2 separate regions of the Anas platyrhynchos genome follow, and region 2 is linked to region 1. A link is a contact called in public Hi-C data. All regions are on one chromosome and are shown on one strand. Each heading gives the region's core, a stretch centred on a gene start, on an enhancer-like site or on the middle of the called end of the contact. The rest is flanking DNA. Distances are from core to core; before and after follow the strand shown.

Region 1 (7,431 bases), core at 1,490-3,989:
TAATTTGTGCTATCATTCAGTCTCATTCTCACACTGAGCAGGAAGCAGGAGTTTAGAAATTACAAAAGGACATGAACTAAAGCTACTGTTTGTGTATAGGTCACTTCTAGAAGATCATATGATTTTTATTTTTATTTTTTTTGAAAAGATAGCAAACTGGACATGTACGTAGCAAAAAATACTCCTCTTACCTTAGAGGCTTAAAGAAAAAAAACATAGCGAAAAGTATCACAACTCACCTAGGCTTTGCTGCACTGTTAACAGTAACAGAAATAAGTCAGAAAAGATGGAAAGATGGTAAATGCGTGGGTTAAAATACAAAAGACCTTGATCAAAAGAAGACTACAAAGTAGAAAGGCATCCTCACTGTATTAAACTTCTTCAATGGGCAGAACACTCTTTAACCAGCTCTGAAACAGGTGCTACAGGCTCTTTTGCTCCAGGGCAGAGAGGGAGACTTTGCCCCATCCAGCTCTTCAGCAAAATGTAAAAGGAGAGATCGGCTACTGAAAGAGTGCTGCAGTGCTTCTGCATTAGCTACTTTCCATTAGAAGCCATGAGGGAAGTTGCCTGCAAGTCAGCCAACACATGCTATAAACTAAGTCCAAGTACAAAAGAGCTCAATGCACAGACAAGGACTGTGTCTGGCCACAGAGGATGCTTGGCTGTGCTGGCATACACAGGCAATGCTCCTACAGCAAAGGGAGATGGAGCCAGGGGACAGAGCCTTAGAGAAACCTAGAAGGCTGGTAAGTGCCACAGACTTGGGTAACACCTGAGCACGAGGCTAGCTAAAGCCAACTGCTGGCATCACTTGGTGGAGGGGAACAGTCGCTGCTCAGCCAGACTGGCTCTCCTGTTTGCCTCTCATATACAGAACTTGTCTCATCTTTCTGAAGTCCATCTGCTTGTCTAAGCACCACCATGAACACACGTCCACCTGGAACTGAAGTTAACGTTTCACCATCCTTGGCATCAAAATGACTCTCTAAATGGAAGGCAGCTTTTCACTTTACTTGGCCTTTGGAGCAGAAGGCTTGTAAGCAATTCCCGTTAAGCTAGTCAATGCCCTGCCCTACTTCCTCACCACACAACCAGATTTTCTGGTGGTGCTTTATGCTTGATTTGATTAGCTAATCTTGTCTAAATTGGCAAGCTCCATTGTATGGTCCCAACAATGCTGACAGTCTAAGCAAACACTTATTGTTTCCAAAGTTAGTTATTAACATTCACTTGAAAATAGGGAAGAAACACCTAGTTCTGTAATGGCCTTCGTGGGGGAAAAGACGTGGTATCATCTTAAGGCAAATGAAACTTTATTAGAGGATTGACAGTTATTGCTGCTTAAGGAGAGCAACAGTCAAGTGACAGTGATTTCCTTTCCTAATGACACCTGTGTGCTCCAGACACAGGAAGCAGACTGCCTAAGGCAGAGCAAGAGAAGAGCCCTACAATTACCCCATCGCATCCAAAAGCGCTCATGTATGAGGGTGACGTCCCAAGAGGAAGGATGGTTCTGCCTGGTTCGTTATTTGGGTTCAGCATCCTGTTCTGAGCGTTAGGCCAGAAAAGCACTACCAGCCACTCAAGGTGGCTGTTCCTTCCTGTACCTTAGGAAGGAACACATGCAGGGGTGGTTAGGGCTTCGCCTGCCACCAGGGCTAGGAAGGAACACGTGCAAAACGCAGGTAGGAAAGGCTGTGTGGGGAACCAGGAACTTTGCATTCCCCTATCCTGCAGGAACAAAGACTGAAGACTTGAGGTGCACCACGGGCAACAGCCAGAGAGCAACCAAGGACCTAACAGGCGTTAATTCCACAGGCTGCAGCAGTACAGGTGCATGCTGCAACCTGGAGCAAGACACCACAATCCTGTTAGCCTGGGACCTCTACAGTCACCTGCCTGACCTCAGGAGGACCGCCTCCTTGGGCTCTCTGAGGTTTGGGGTGGCCGCAGTCCCCCTATTCCCACTCACCTATGATAACACCGCAGGCCAGGAGGGCGTAGAGCGAGGTGGTCTGCTTGAGCAGCAGGTAGGAGAGCAGCACGTTGAAGACGGTAGTGAGCGAGCGCCCCACGTTGTAGAAGGCCACGCCGACGTGCTTGAGGCAGAGGTTGTTGAAGGTGACCATGCCGATGAAGACGACGGAGAGGGGCAGCACGCTGCGGGACACCTTGAGGTCGAGGCGCAGGGCGGGCAGCCCGGCACAAGGCGCCCCGCAGGCAGCCCCCAGACTCAGCCCCGCGCACAGGGCGGCCGTCATGGCGCACTGGAAGAAGGTGACGAAGAGCGGGGCGTCGAGGCGCAGCGAGGGGCTGTCCAGCAGGTACTTGTTGAGGAACACCATGGTGATGGAGGTGAACCAGTAGAGGCAGACCACCAGCCCGATGCGCAGCGCCCGCAGCACGAAGGGCGCCCGCCGCTCCTCGGCCGGCAGCAGCGGGTCGGCGGCGCCTCCGCCCAGCGCCATCCGCAGGAGCCCGGTCCGCGTCAGCTGCGCCCTGCTCATGGCGGGCACAGGCCGTCAGCACACGGCCGGGGCCGGCCCCGCTCCCCACCGCCTCGCCCCCCGCCTCCGAGCCCCGCTCACCCGCTGCCACCGCCGCCGCTGCCGCCTCCGGCCCCGAGCTTCCCGGAGCGGCGCAGCCCCGCCCGCCGCCCTTTATTCACGCCCCGCGGGCGCCGCTCGCCGCCTCCCCGCGCCGCCATCTCGGGGGAGGGACCGCGCCGCCCCCCTGGGCAGGGCCTGGGGGGAGCCATGAGGGGGCCTGGGCCGGGCCCGGTACTGAGGGGTGATCGCCGGGGCTCGGGTTGTATATCCTGGCCCTCGGAGCGGCTGTAGGGCTCCTGGCCTACGTGGTCTGACGTGGAAAGTAAAGACTTGTGATGTGGAAAATAAAGATTTCTGCTCCCCTCCCCACCTTTTAAGTCGCTCCTCTTCCTTTCATAGTTTCCTACATAAATCTCCTCCCTATACCGTTTCTTCTTGCAGCAGCTTGCAGGTTTTCTTTAATTTCTGTCTCAATTATTTCCCCATTTTACTTGCTGCAGCGACCAGGAGCAAGGCACTGAGCGTTGACAGCTACGTTGCCATCCTCACCTGTAGGACTTGGCCTCCCGGTAAAAATAACAAGGTGGGGCTGATCGTTATCTCCAGAAGCAAATCCGCTGCACGCCCTGCTGGGACTGCAGCTTTTGTACATGCCTGAGGGGCCCAAGGGATGCTCCATGAAATAAGAATCTGGCCCCAGTGCTGGCACCCCACAGCTGGTAGAGACATGGGCTGGGATGTCCTCACGGGACTGAAGTACTCATACAGACACTCTGGGTATGCTCATACCAGCTCCAGTTGTGCTCAGTAAGCACAGGCATGGAGCCGTTGTTTCAGACTGCCATCAGATTTGGGAGGGCAGCCTCTATCCCTACAGAGCTGTGCTGCTTGTGGCACTGAAGGAGGCTCGCCCTGCCAAAGCTCTGGAAGCTGCAGGATCTGAATGTCACCTGGGCTGCCGGTATTTCAGCTGGGTTGGGTGTTTGACTTCAATGTGCTCTGACACGGAAACGATGTGGAGGGGAATTAAAAACTAAAGGATGAAAGACTTCAACGGAGGTCACCTGCTCACGGAGCAGCCTCTTCCTGTCATTAAGGAGGTTACTGATAGCCGCACCCGTGTCAGAAATAACTCCAGCCCTGCAATCTCCTATCAACCTCCTTTATGTGCTAGTTGGAGCAGGTGTGATATAGGTCTTGTGTGTTCAGTGATTTTCTAATGTGGGTTTTGCCCACAGCATGCCATGGGGTATAGGTCTGTGCTCTGCTGTCTGAGCCTTATTTACATAAATAAATTTATCATTTTTATGGAGGTAAATAAAACTTTTCCACTATGACCTGAATGAAGTAGACACGGTGACATCTGCAAACAGCTCATAAAGACAGTACGGAGAAGTGTTGGCTGCCTGAGCCGTCTTCCTGCAGTGTTAACTTGGAAAGGTAAACACAAAAATGTCACTGCCACTACTATTAACTACTCCAGTGCTGAGGTGCAGCCTGTGCTCATCTCTGCACCCTGCTGCAGCAATGCAAGCTATGCAGGGACTGACCGATCCCTTTAAAGGCAGCCCAGGTGCTGGGGTAAGCTGCACACACACACTCTCCTGCTGAAGTGATTATGCCACAAACCCGAGTCATTATTCTGGGTGTAAAAGACCCATCTGCCCGTACTCACAGGCCAAAGTATCCCACCTTCTCTAGACAGTGTTTTATAACAAAGGAGTGTTTTCCCTACCAAACTCTCTAGCATGTTACAGATTCAAACTGCCGAACAGGACAAAATAAATTAACAAAATAAAATAAAGTTAATACCAGATTCCACAGTGGTGTGCTGGAAATTTCTGACCAGGAAGAGCCTGGCTTGGTTCTAGAGGTCCCAAAGGCCCCTTACACATACACATGGCTTCAGCATCGCACATGCATTTTGAATTTGAAAGAAATTACCTCTTTCCCCCAATAATGTTGCAAATATGACCCCATCAGAGCCAGACGGAGAACAGTTTTTCTCCTCAACTTGCTCGTGTTGTTCAAAATATCTTCTCTAAACTAAACACAGAAATTAGAAATGGAAAAATGAATCCCCAACCCTCAATCCCATCTCGTCTGCTCGTTCAGCACATAGAAGATTGCTTTGTCCTGCGCAAGTTTGAAATATCCCAATCAATAAAATGTTCATTGCTTCTCTTGGGAGATTATTCTCCAGACTTATAATACATGTATGGCACGTCTACGTGGGAAAATTGACCAGAATAGCTATCTCAGCCCTGACAATATAATTCCCTGATGCTGACAGTGTTTTCCAAAATAAAAGTGATTTATTTGCAGATAATCACGTAGTTCTGTGATAGTTGCGCTGGTCAATCTCCCTAGGCAGAGCTCGTCTGCAGGGATGGCAATGGTTTTGACAAGTGGTTTGAGTAAAGGCTTGCCTGGGTGGAAAAGCTGTCTGGCAGAGTTACTGTGCCATAGCTGGCCTGCCTGCCTGCCTCGAGGGATGCTCTGCTTCGGGGCACAAGAGATTTCTGAGGAAAGGTGGTAATTAATAGGTTATCATGTGAGCTGGAGCCATTGTGGCAATGCAGGCTGGCCTCTGGCACAGCACCAGCCTTGGGCTTTCCTGAATTAATTCCTGCTTGAATGAAAGCTCATCTTTTAGGGGAAAAAAAAAAAAATCAATCTTGTCTAAAAATACGTCCAGGAATACTAAATTCAGTGGGACACTAGCAATACGAGTCCAATGGCTGTTTGTTTCCCCCTAATAGCACACACTGCTCCATGCTTGGACTTGCTGGGTTCAAGATTTCAGTCTCTGGATCCTGTTACGACTTCGCTGTTTTTACAAGCACACGCTTCCAGGCTGATGAAGTTACATTTTAACCTAGTTTTTGAGAAGTTCAATACATTTAACTTCCTTATAGAACGTGTTTATTACGCTACAGCAGCAGTGACTGACCTCCTTGTGCACACAAGGCCTGGGCATTTTCCTGCCTGGTTGCACATTAACGTGGCACCACGTCACCAAGAACCAGCCCAGGATTGTTCCTGCTTTAAGAGAGCGCCGCTTCAAGTTCCCCAAGTGCTTTCAAAATAGCTACCACTAGCTTGGGACCCAGCTTTGCTGGGCTGTAGGCACTGGGAAAACTGGATGTCATGGCAGTGTCCTTGTGCCCATGTCCCCAGAAGTGCCCACGCTCCTGGGTGGGCAGCAGCACTCCTGTGCATTTCCCAATCCTTCCCCATCTCAACACCAAAACCTTTTAAAATAAGGCAGAAACCCCCCGGGAAAGCTCTCTCTTTCCTCCCTAACTTACTTGACCTACTTGAAAGGCAGCAATTGGGCTGAATCCCCGCAGCCTGGCTGCTAAGACTGGGGTGTCGGTGCATCCCGGCGGGGAGGCGGCACGAATCCCTTTTCCCGGCCGCACGGGAGACCCGAAGAGGCCGAGCATCGATGTTGGCGACACTTGGCGCTGGGGACACTAGGGGGCAGGGCTGGCACGCTTTTGGGGCTTTCCCTGCCTGGCCTGGGCAGGACTAGGGGGCTGGAGCCCTCCTCTTGCCGTCCCGCATCGCCTCCCCCCCGCAGCAAAGGCGATGCAAAGTCACTTTTAGGGTCACACCAAGCGCTGCAGTGCCCAGCCGGGGGTGACCAGCGTGTCCCTTGGTCCCACAGGTGACCTGAGCACCCCTGGGACACCCCAGGCTGTCCCCCTGCCCCTCTGGCAGCCAGCAGCATCCCGCCTGTCCCGGCTCTCCGGGGCTGTGATTTATGAGGCAGCCCCTTGGAAACGCTCCGAACCCAGAGCTTAAGTGCTGCTGAATGGCAGCATTAATTACTATTAAAAACACACATTTATATCTCTCTCACCTGCTTTAAATCCTGGGAAATTAGATTCCCTACCCATCCCTTCCAGCCCTGGTGGCAGCTGGGGGTGTTTTATGGCCCTATAAAGCCTTGCAGTACCTGCTGTCTATATGGGCTTTTATTTATGAGGCCCTTAACAGGCTTGCTGGTGGCACTGTTTGAGCGTCCCCTACCCCCATTTTGGTGCTGTTTCCCCTGCCAGGAGCTGTCCCCACAGCTGCCCCCCCTGCAGGGCTCCAGCTTACTGTTTAGCCCCATTTCCCCTCATTTCCCTCTGTGCTTCCCTGGGGAAAGGGGTCCATGGTGGCAGCACACTCCATGCTGCTCCTGGTGGTGGGAATCGGGTGGGAATTGGTGGTGGGACATGCAGGTTTGGGCAAAATCACGAAATGGGGAGTTCAATGGGGAGCCCCCAGCTGCTGGGGCACAGCATGCAGCGGGTGAGAGCACCGGCAGTAGGTGTGTATGGCAATTTGTCTCAGCCTTGGTACTTTTTTATGTGGAAAAGGGATTCAGGGAGACACACGCCTCTTGACAGGCTTCTTAATAGCCTCATTTGCTTGTCCTTTGCTGCAGTCATGCCACTTATTGTCAAAAGTCACCAGGGGCTGGGAGATGAGCAGCCCTAAAACCCCAGATCACAGAGACAGCAGCTTGTGTACATCTACCGCTACGTTTGTGTAGGTCCTACAAATATTGCAGCCTTTCTTTTCAGAGGGTGGAGGCGAGCTGTGTAGATGTAGATCCTGAAATAGCCAGCTTTTCCCTAATGGACTGCAGCAGTTCTGAAGCTCCTTGTATGCTGAACGCCTTGATGGAGCAGTAAAAATCTCACCACGCCTTGGGGCTGAGAAGCAAACCCCATTTTGCTGGTGGCCTCTCGCGCCCACACAACGGCGGATGACGGGGTGGAGAAGAGCAGGGGGCTGGGAGCTGTGCTTATCTCCAGGGCTCTCCCATATAATGTCCCTGTCCCTGGCACTGCCCTCCGAGCACTTCTGGGCCCTCAGACCT
Region 2 (7,431 bases), core at 1,241-3,740, 200 kb after region 1:
TGATAACACTTGAAGATATTGCAGATAGAAGGTGCACATCTGCAAGTAAAAGACCCATAAAATTGTGTCATGTACAAAAACTGCATACAAGAGTGGAACTGAGGGGGAAGGAGGGATATTCTTCCCACTTGAAAGAATTCAAAGAAAGGAAAAAGAGGCAAAGCCACAGTTCCCCCTTTTCCTTGTGATTTGAGAAGATGTCAGACAGTAGAGGGAATTCATGACTCAGGTTTCATACAATTCAGTAACCTTCCCCCCATACTGTTACACACACATCACGCACACGTTAAGACTGCAAGACTGAAAAGGAAAATATTTCTTCAGCTAACTCTGTGGCTGATGGCACTCTGCTCCTGTCAATGTGGCAAATGGAGTCTACCACAGGGCACTCATCTGTATTGAGAGAGAAATTACTCCTGCCCATCAGTCACAGAATATAAGAGATACAAAAATCTGTTCCCATGATGAATAAATCAAAGTTAAATAAGGTCAGGATGTCTTCAGCGTCTGCTGGGAACAAACCTCATTTGAGATTATTACATTCTTGTCAAAGTCTTGACCAGAGTCAGTTTACCTACCTCTTCCCTTCCTGCGCTTCCTCCCTCCTTTCCTTAAAATCACTCATCTTTGTATGTATTCACTGCTTTACTTTGTAATACCACATTGTTTTCTGTGACTAAGTGGGGTATCTTGCAGCATTACAATAAAGACAGCTTTAAGTTCAAATAGCAAACTTGCTGATGGAAATGGAAAAGTACATGGAGCAACATTTCCCTCTCTCCCTCCCCTTTAAAGACTGTCAACACCCTAGTTGTCCAATGGGAGATTGATTTCAGTGTCTGAAGGTCTACAAGTCTGAAAGGAAAAACCTGACCATCATTTCTGAAAACAGAAACTAAATCTGCAGTTAAAAGTTGTTGTGCAATTTGAAGACTACCCTTCCCCATTCATCAGGTATAACTGCCCCAATATATCCCAGGTACTCCATGTAGGGATGAAGATTGTTTTCCTGTCAACTCGTTACTCACAGACCTGGTTTCCAGTGTGGCAAAGATATAATTTAGCACAGGTCACCATCTGAGAGCAATAGCTTGTTTAAGACAAACTGAGGGCAGGGGATGGTTGGCTTCTTTGAACTAAAAGCTTTCTCATGATCTCAAATCAAACCAATGACTACTAATGGACTCCTATTAGATCATTCTGAGAGGCTGTCAATTTTTCCCTCTCCCAAACTGTCCTCACAGAACCCTTATATCCCCATCTAACGTCCTGTTTTTTGGTGTGTTTTTTTCTTTTTTGTGTTGCAGGAAGAAAAAAAAGTCAGGTCAAACAACTTCCTGTACTTTACTCTAAAAACACTTCTTAGCCAGAAGGTACTGTAAATTCAACAGGTCATCTAAAAGAACTGCTGATAAGTCATGAAGATTTGGAAACAACTCTTACTTGTTCTGTATTTATGGGTCTTTACTAATTTCTCCTTCTGGCTGTAATTCATTACAGCAGCATGAAAATGTGCCCACCCTCCATTCCTCTTCTTCCCAGCTGCTCTTTTCCCTTTACCCCAGTCACACTCCATGATCTGCAGGATACAGCTTCTTTCCATGGAAAAAAAAATACTTGAAAAAAAAAAAAAGATTAAAATCTCAACCTGGAAACTAGCAGGTACATTTAAAGATTTATTTTTTCCCCTTGCACCTGCCTCAAAGGAAAAGAAAAAGCAGCTAACTGCTTTCAAGAAGGACAAGGCATCTTACGTAAGGCCTGCTTACCCCCTCCCCAAAATCCTAACAGCTTCTCACAGACAGCACACGGGGGTCCCCGGAGGCCACCCACCTCCTGGCTGCACCAGGCGATGTAGATCTGCAATTCCAGACAAGACAACTCGAGTGTTTTCACAGGCTTTGCACAGCTGTCTGAAAACAGGTCAGAGGGCACATTTCACTTTAAGTGGAATTGAAAGTGCCCACTGAATCAGCAGGAGGTTTCCTGTTACGCTCTGAAGCTGGTCTGAAAATACAGCTAAGGGCTGCAAAGATCTCAACAGCTATTGTGCATTGTGCTACAATTTTTACTCCTTTCAATATTTAGTACCCTTAAACCTAATCCCTTGTCTGGATAACGCCTCCTTTAAAGATATTCTATTGCTGACTGGGAAATCTGGGATGGTTTCCACACCGAGATCTCCATTAAGAGAGGGGGCATCAAAAAAACTTGGAATATAAAGGAGAATGAGAAGGGAATTAGAGGGAAAAGCAGCTTTGCTAAGTCTTCAAGTTTTGTTCCTGAAATTCATTACTCATAAAATAGGAAAGCCCTGACACATTCTTGATGTCATGGAACTTAAACTCACAGAAAAAGCAAGTGTGATGTATAAAAAAAAAAAAAAAGCCACTCCATTACTCTAATCACATCTGTCAGCACCGGCTTAAGCAAGACCTCGGTTCGCTAACCAGTGCCTGTCCCAGCCCTTGGCAGCCCTCTACTGGGCTGCCTGCAGCAACAACTCAGCCGCAAAGAAGTGGGAGAATGGAAAATCCCACTGCTGGAGAGCTCTCCCACCCAGGGGCTCCGCGAGCAGGAAAGGTGCCAGCAGCGGCTTGAAGGATGCGCCGTGCATGCCAGCTGATTCCCGCAGAAAGTTCTGCCTGAGCACAACTCGTGCCAGTCACTGTCCCCAAGTTGCATCTGAAGTGTTTTACCTGCACGGGACAGCTGAAGAAATTGTTTCTGAAAATGAACGGGGGTGAATGCAGCGCCCAACTCCAGAGCTGTAGGTGCCAGGGCTGCAGAAAACTCCTCGAGGCCCTTCACAGCCGGTTCCCCGAGGGCAGGCTCCTTCAGCCTCCTGCTCGGTGTGTTTGGCAGCCTGCTTCCCAGCGTTGATTTCAGTGTTTGTTTTCAATAGCACATGTCAGCATGCCGGGTGGTTAACTTGCAATGTGTCACACAAAACAAGAACAAGCCTCCCAGTTAATCAAATATCAACAAAGTGTCTCATGTCATATTCATGATACCTGGATCAGAGCCAAGAGGAGTGAAGTTTGAAAGGCAAGATCCCGCTGTTTTCCCCATTGTCTTAATTGCTGCTTCTACTAGCTTCAGTGTAGCACATGGACATCAAAAGATGACTCCTCTAGGCTATCACAAAAGACATCTTCAGTGATACTGTCATTGCACCTCCCTCTTCCTCCCTAAAATCTGAGACTGCCAGGAGAGCACATCGTGGTCCCAAACCCTGTCCTTAGATTCCGTATAAGCTCACCTGCACGCTACAGGCTCTATTCACGTGGACAACACATCCTTCCATCTATGATCTGTGGGGATGACACAGAAGGTAATTCACTCTGGCTATGTCCACACTTCCTCCAGGAAGAGGCAATCCCTGGCTTTGGGCACACTGCTGCTTTTGGGCCAGGAACCGAAAACATGTGGCTGCGTAGGTGGGCACCACTGGGAGCGTGCCACCAGGGCCAGACGTAGGAACAGCTCTTGCAGAAGCTGTGTGGGAACACGTTAAGCTTCAACCAATGACCAAACCGTGTTTTAATTACAGCTGGGTTCAGTTAATCACAAACTTTAAACGTCTGCAGATTTCACAGGAAACAAGATTTCTTTACATAACGTAAGCAAGATTTTTAGCCAATATCCAAACTTGGTAAATGTGTTTTTCCCACTCTCAGCATAAAGATACAAGATCCATGGAATGGAAGCACTTACCCACTTCCCTGATTAAATAAATCAAATATTTTAAGCAAGAAAAAAAATAAGAAACAGCCCCCAAGATGCTAGGAATAAAACACTGCAATAACAGTACCATTAACATTCTTGAGCTATAAAATACAGCCCACACTCAAACTTGCAGCTTCAGTTTGCATTTCCCAGAGGCCCATGTTTACCATATCATAATAACATTTTATTAAATCTGGGGGTTTTGTTCATTAGCTTTTGGAGGGGTGAGAGAGAAGTACATGGTACTTCATACAGTCACACTTTCCAGTACTGGATACACACAAATGTTTGGCTTAACCAAAGAGGACAACTTCACACAGTTACCTAAAATTATTCCAATTTTGTAGTTTAGAAATACAAGAACTTTTTAGGGAAAAAGCGAACTATTATAAAACAAAGCCTTGAATGCCTCCCGCCCCCTCCTCAAATCTCTGGAAAAGTATGGGGGGGGAAGGAAAAAAAGACAGCAGCAGTTTATACAGGATACAAACAACAATCCGTGACTTCGAAATTCTGCATAGGGTTATTACCTTTAGAATAAAGTTTCAGTTCCAGAAAGGTGGAAACAGTAGAATTCAACAATGTTACCAGTTTTTTAGAGTCCTACATTGGTTGAATAGGTATTCAGTTAAGTGGCACACACATCTACCTTATGAACTCTTCATCTCCTGCCTACCTCTTGAAAGCCTCTCATTTGTTCCAAAGATCAGGTCTCTGGTGCTAGAAAATAAAATTTGTTATAGCTCCAAACTATTAACCTCGCCTCTACAGTAAGAAATTTCCAAGACATTCTTCTAAAAACCCCAGATCCTAAGACCCTTTCACAAGTCAAAGAAATATCATGGCCAAATTTTTGCCATTACCTGCAAATTTGATTTAATATTTTATGAGAAGAAAATGTATGTTATTTCCTTCTGGATATGATCTGAAAAATAGCGTTATTTTTTCATAACATAACCCAAAAATAAGAGTCACCTAAAACTTTTTGCAGTAAGTATATCCTACTGAATATTACATATTTTGTGGCAAAATTGAAAAAAATATATATTAGTGGAACAGAGAGGGCATAGCAAAGAAGCAAACATGAAATTTAGCATTAGCTAAATTCTTTCTTACTAGGCAACATGTCAGCTGGACAGAAAGAGGACAGGTCCTCCTGTAATATGCCAAAGTAGTAATTACAACGGCTTGAGAATCCTCCACACTAATAAGGCAAGTGCATTGTGCATTTGTCTTTGCTGTTACCTGAAAATCAAGATAGAGAATTCACACACGCACGCACACACTAATGCAACACTATTCTGTACAAAAACTAGAGTTCAACCTAATTTTTAAGTAGCTGAAGAAGTTTTTTTGTTTTATTTTAAGACTATTATCCCAGAGGGCAAGAAAATTGACCAAAAAGCCCTTGGGTTTCCAGTTTGATTTCATAAACTTGAAAGACACTCTGCTCTTCAGAATAAGATTAGTTTTGGATCACAAAACCATTGGCCCAGGAGAGACCAGACTGGTGCAACTGTGCAATCATTCCAGCAGTTAAAGTAGTGGTTTAACTTGTTCACAAACAGCTGAAATCAAGACAGGCAGCCAGGTTGAGACTGCAGATGCTTATGAAATGTTAAGTGAGCATTCCACTCCGTTTTGAGGCAGAATTAACAGCCTCATATACCAACCTTATGATTTAATTGCCTGCTTATAACCCTCTGATAGTTTAGCAGTTCAGGATACCATCGTTGCTAACACACTGATATACTGATTCAATTTAGCTTCTGACCTGGATTTACTGCATTGCTCATTCTTATTTAGCACTTCAGACTGTAGCTATAAGTAAACAGAGACTCACTTGCATCTTTTTTTTTTTTTTTACTCCATTAGGAACAAATAAGAATCACTTTTTTCAGCTTTAGAACTGAAAGACTGAGAGCTGCAAGTCCAAAAGATTTATTTAAAAGCAATTGGCTCATTTCTGAGTATCTCATCTTAGTCTTCAAAATGAAAAACACATTGTAAAAACATTCTCCTGCATCCATAACTTTATATGTCTCTAATTATAACAGAAATGGTGACAAATGTCTGCCACTTCAGCTGGGTTGTAAGGTATACTGCTTTCACTCACATAACAGAATCCTGACACTCCTGCAGTTCAAAACCCTATTACTAGAATAAAACACATTCGCTAGTAATTGATAAAAATGCATCTTCTGACAGAGGCTTCCCACTGGCCCTTCACCCTGAAATGTCTACATTTGGATGATGCCAAGGCAAATGGTAAAACTGTTGTTATCCCTATCCTATGCGCAAACACCCTCAGGGAAAACCAGATGGTTATTGACTCACTTCGTAACATTATTGTATTAGCAAGATCCACTGATAAGAGGTTTCCCACACTTAAGCTACAAGAATCTTTCTTCTGGAATCCGCCAGGCACTTGGAGGCTATTTATGCTGCCATTAACAGCATATGCTGTGCACACATACAACACTTAGTGACAGAATGATTTGCAGGGCATGGAGTAGGCTAGAGAAAAGGGATGCTGAGCTGTCAAAGTAACATCTCATTATATCATACAAAGATAGTGAAGAGGAAAGAAAAGGGCAGAGGGAGAAGTGGAATAAAAACAATTTAAATAGCTTTCATGCTGTTTCTAGGAGACCAAGTAATATAGCTGCTGAAGGGAAGATGCACACTGTCAGTAGCAGGTATACAGCAGCAGTAATACAGCAGGACTGGGGCGTGAAAGAGAGGAAAAAAGTGGTACACACTGCCTGAATATTTTTTCCAATTTCAGACTGCTGATTTCCCCCAGAGAACAAAATTAAATAAAGCATGAGGAAGCCACTGGAGAATTTAAACAAAGAAGAACCTCAGCTTTCACTAAAATAATGATAGCAATAAATTAAACAGAAACATAGGATTAGCATTTGGTTTCATGTCAATGTGCTTTACAACTCTACTAGAAATATTAAGGTAGACTTTTGAGTAGAAGACTGAGCTGACACTCCCGGTCATTTATTTTTGCAAAGGCAAGAACTGTTTTGGCCAACAGAAGAGTATGGCTGCACAGAATCTGTGCCTTAAGAAGAGACAGATGATATTGAAATGTTGCTCTTCAGCCTCGGGCCATTTACAAAAGTAGCTCAGGAAATGTTTTTACAGATGAGAAGACATGCCAGGTACATAAAGTCCCAGCTACAAAGAACAGACAGCCTCGCTGCTAATGTCTTTCTCTGCTTTTTAAGAAACCTGTCTTTCTATATGAAGTTATCTGACAAGGCCAATCACCTTTTTGTGGATGCAAAAAAGCCTGACAAGTTACATATCAAGCAAAGTTTTACATTATTTATACACTGCAATCACGTTTTCTGTATTATTTTTCAAGTACCTAAAAGCCTAAAATGTTACAATGTGTGTTTTTAACCATCCTCGTTTATAAATAAGAGCAGCCATTTCTGTTCCATACATAACAAAATACCACAGTTCAGGGAAGACTAATCTACATGACTAGTGCCACGGAGTAAGTCAATAGTAAGACTAGGAATAGATTACAGTTGTCCCAGTTCCCAGCCTTTTGCTTTAGTTGTAAGACCACAGAACTGCAGAGGCGAATCCAGGCTGAAAACGTTGCCAACTGGCCATCAGACAAAAAAAGCAGATCGTTTAAAGAGCTCCTCTGTAAAAGGATTTCGCTGTTGGACTTCAGTA

Evidence for each region. Hi-C and Micro-C count contacts between places; a contact is called where the count stands out from the background.
Region 2: a contact with region 1 is called in a Hi-C map of subcutaneous adipose tissue, with 2.6 times the contacts expected there. The contact joins the enhancer-like site here to the promoter of SLC35C1 in region 1. A contact is called at or near these places in 4 of 8 Hi-C or Micro-C datasets (liver, skeletal muscle and subcutaneous adipose tissue).

Annotation. Positions count from the first base shown.
Region 1 is chr5:32,708,826-32,716,256 of IASCAAS_PekinDuck_T2T, forward strand. It overlaps SLC35C1 (solute carrier family 35 member C1), which reads right to left and starts at 2,740. Exons shown (of 3, transcript XM_027459652.3): 1 at 2,592-2,740; 2 at 1,976-2,502. The coding sequence starts at 2,710.
Region 2 is chr5:32,913,226-32,920,656 of IASCAAS_PekinDuck_T2T, forward strand. All of the region lies in intron 3 of LOC101796866 (transmembrane protein 263), which reads right to left. Among named protein-coding and RNA genes, the nearest start is that of ZFYVE19, 82 kb to the right of the region's middle. Within about 2 kb of position 2,491, at least 1 of the 8 cell types and tissues checked has an H3K27ac peak or open chromatin away from gene starts, as enhancers often do. A contact at or near this core is called in subcutaneous adipose tissue, where this site is marked.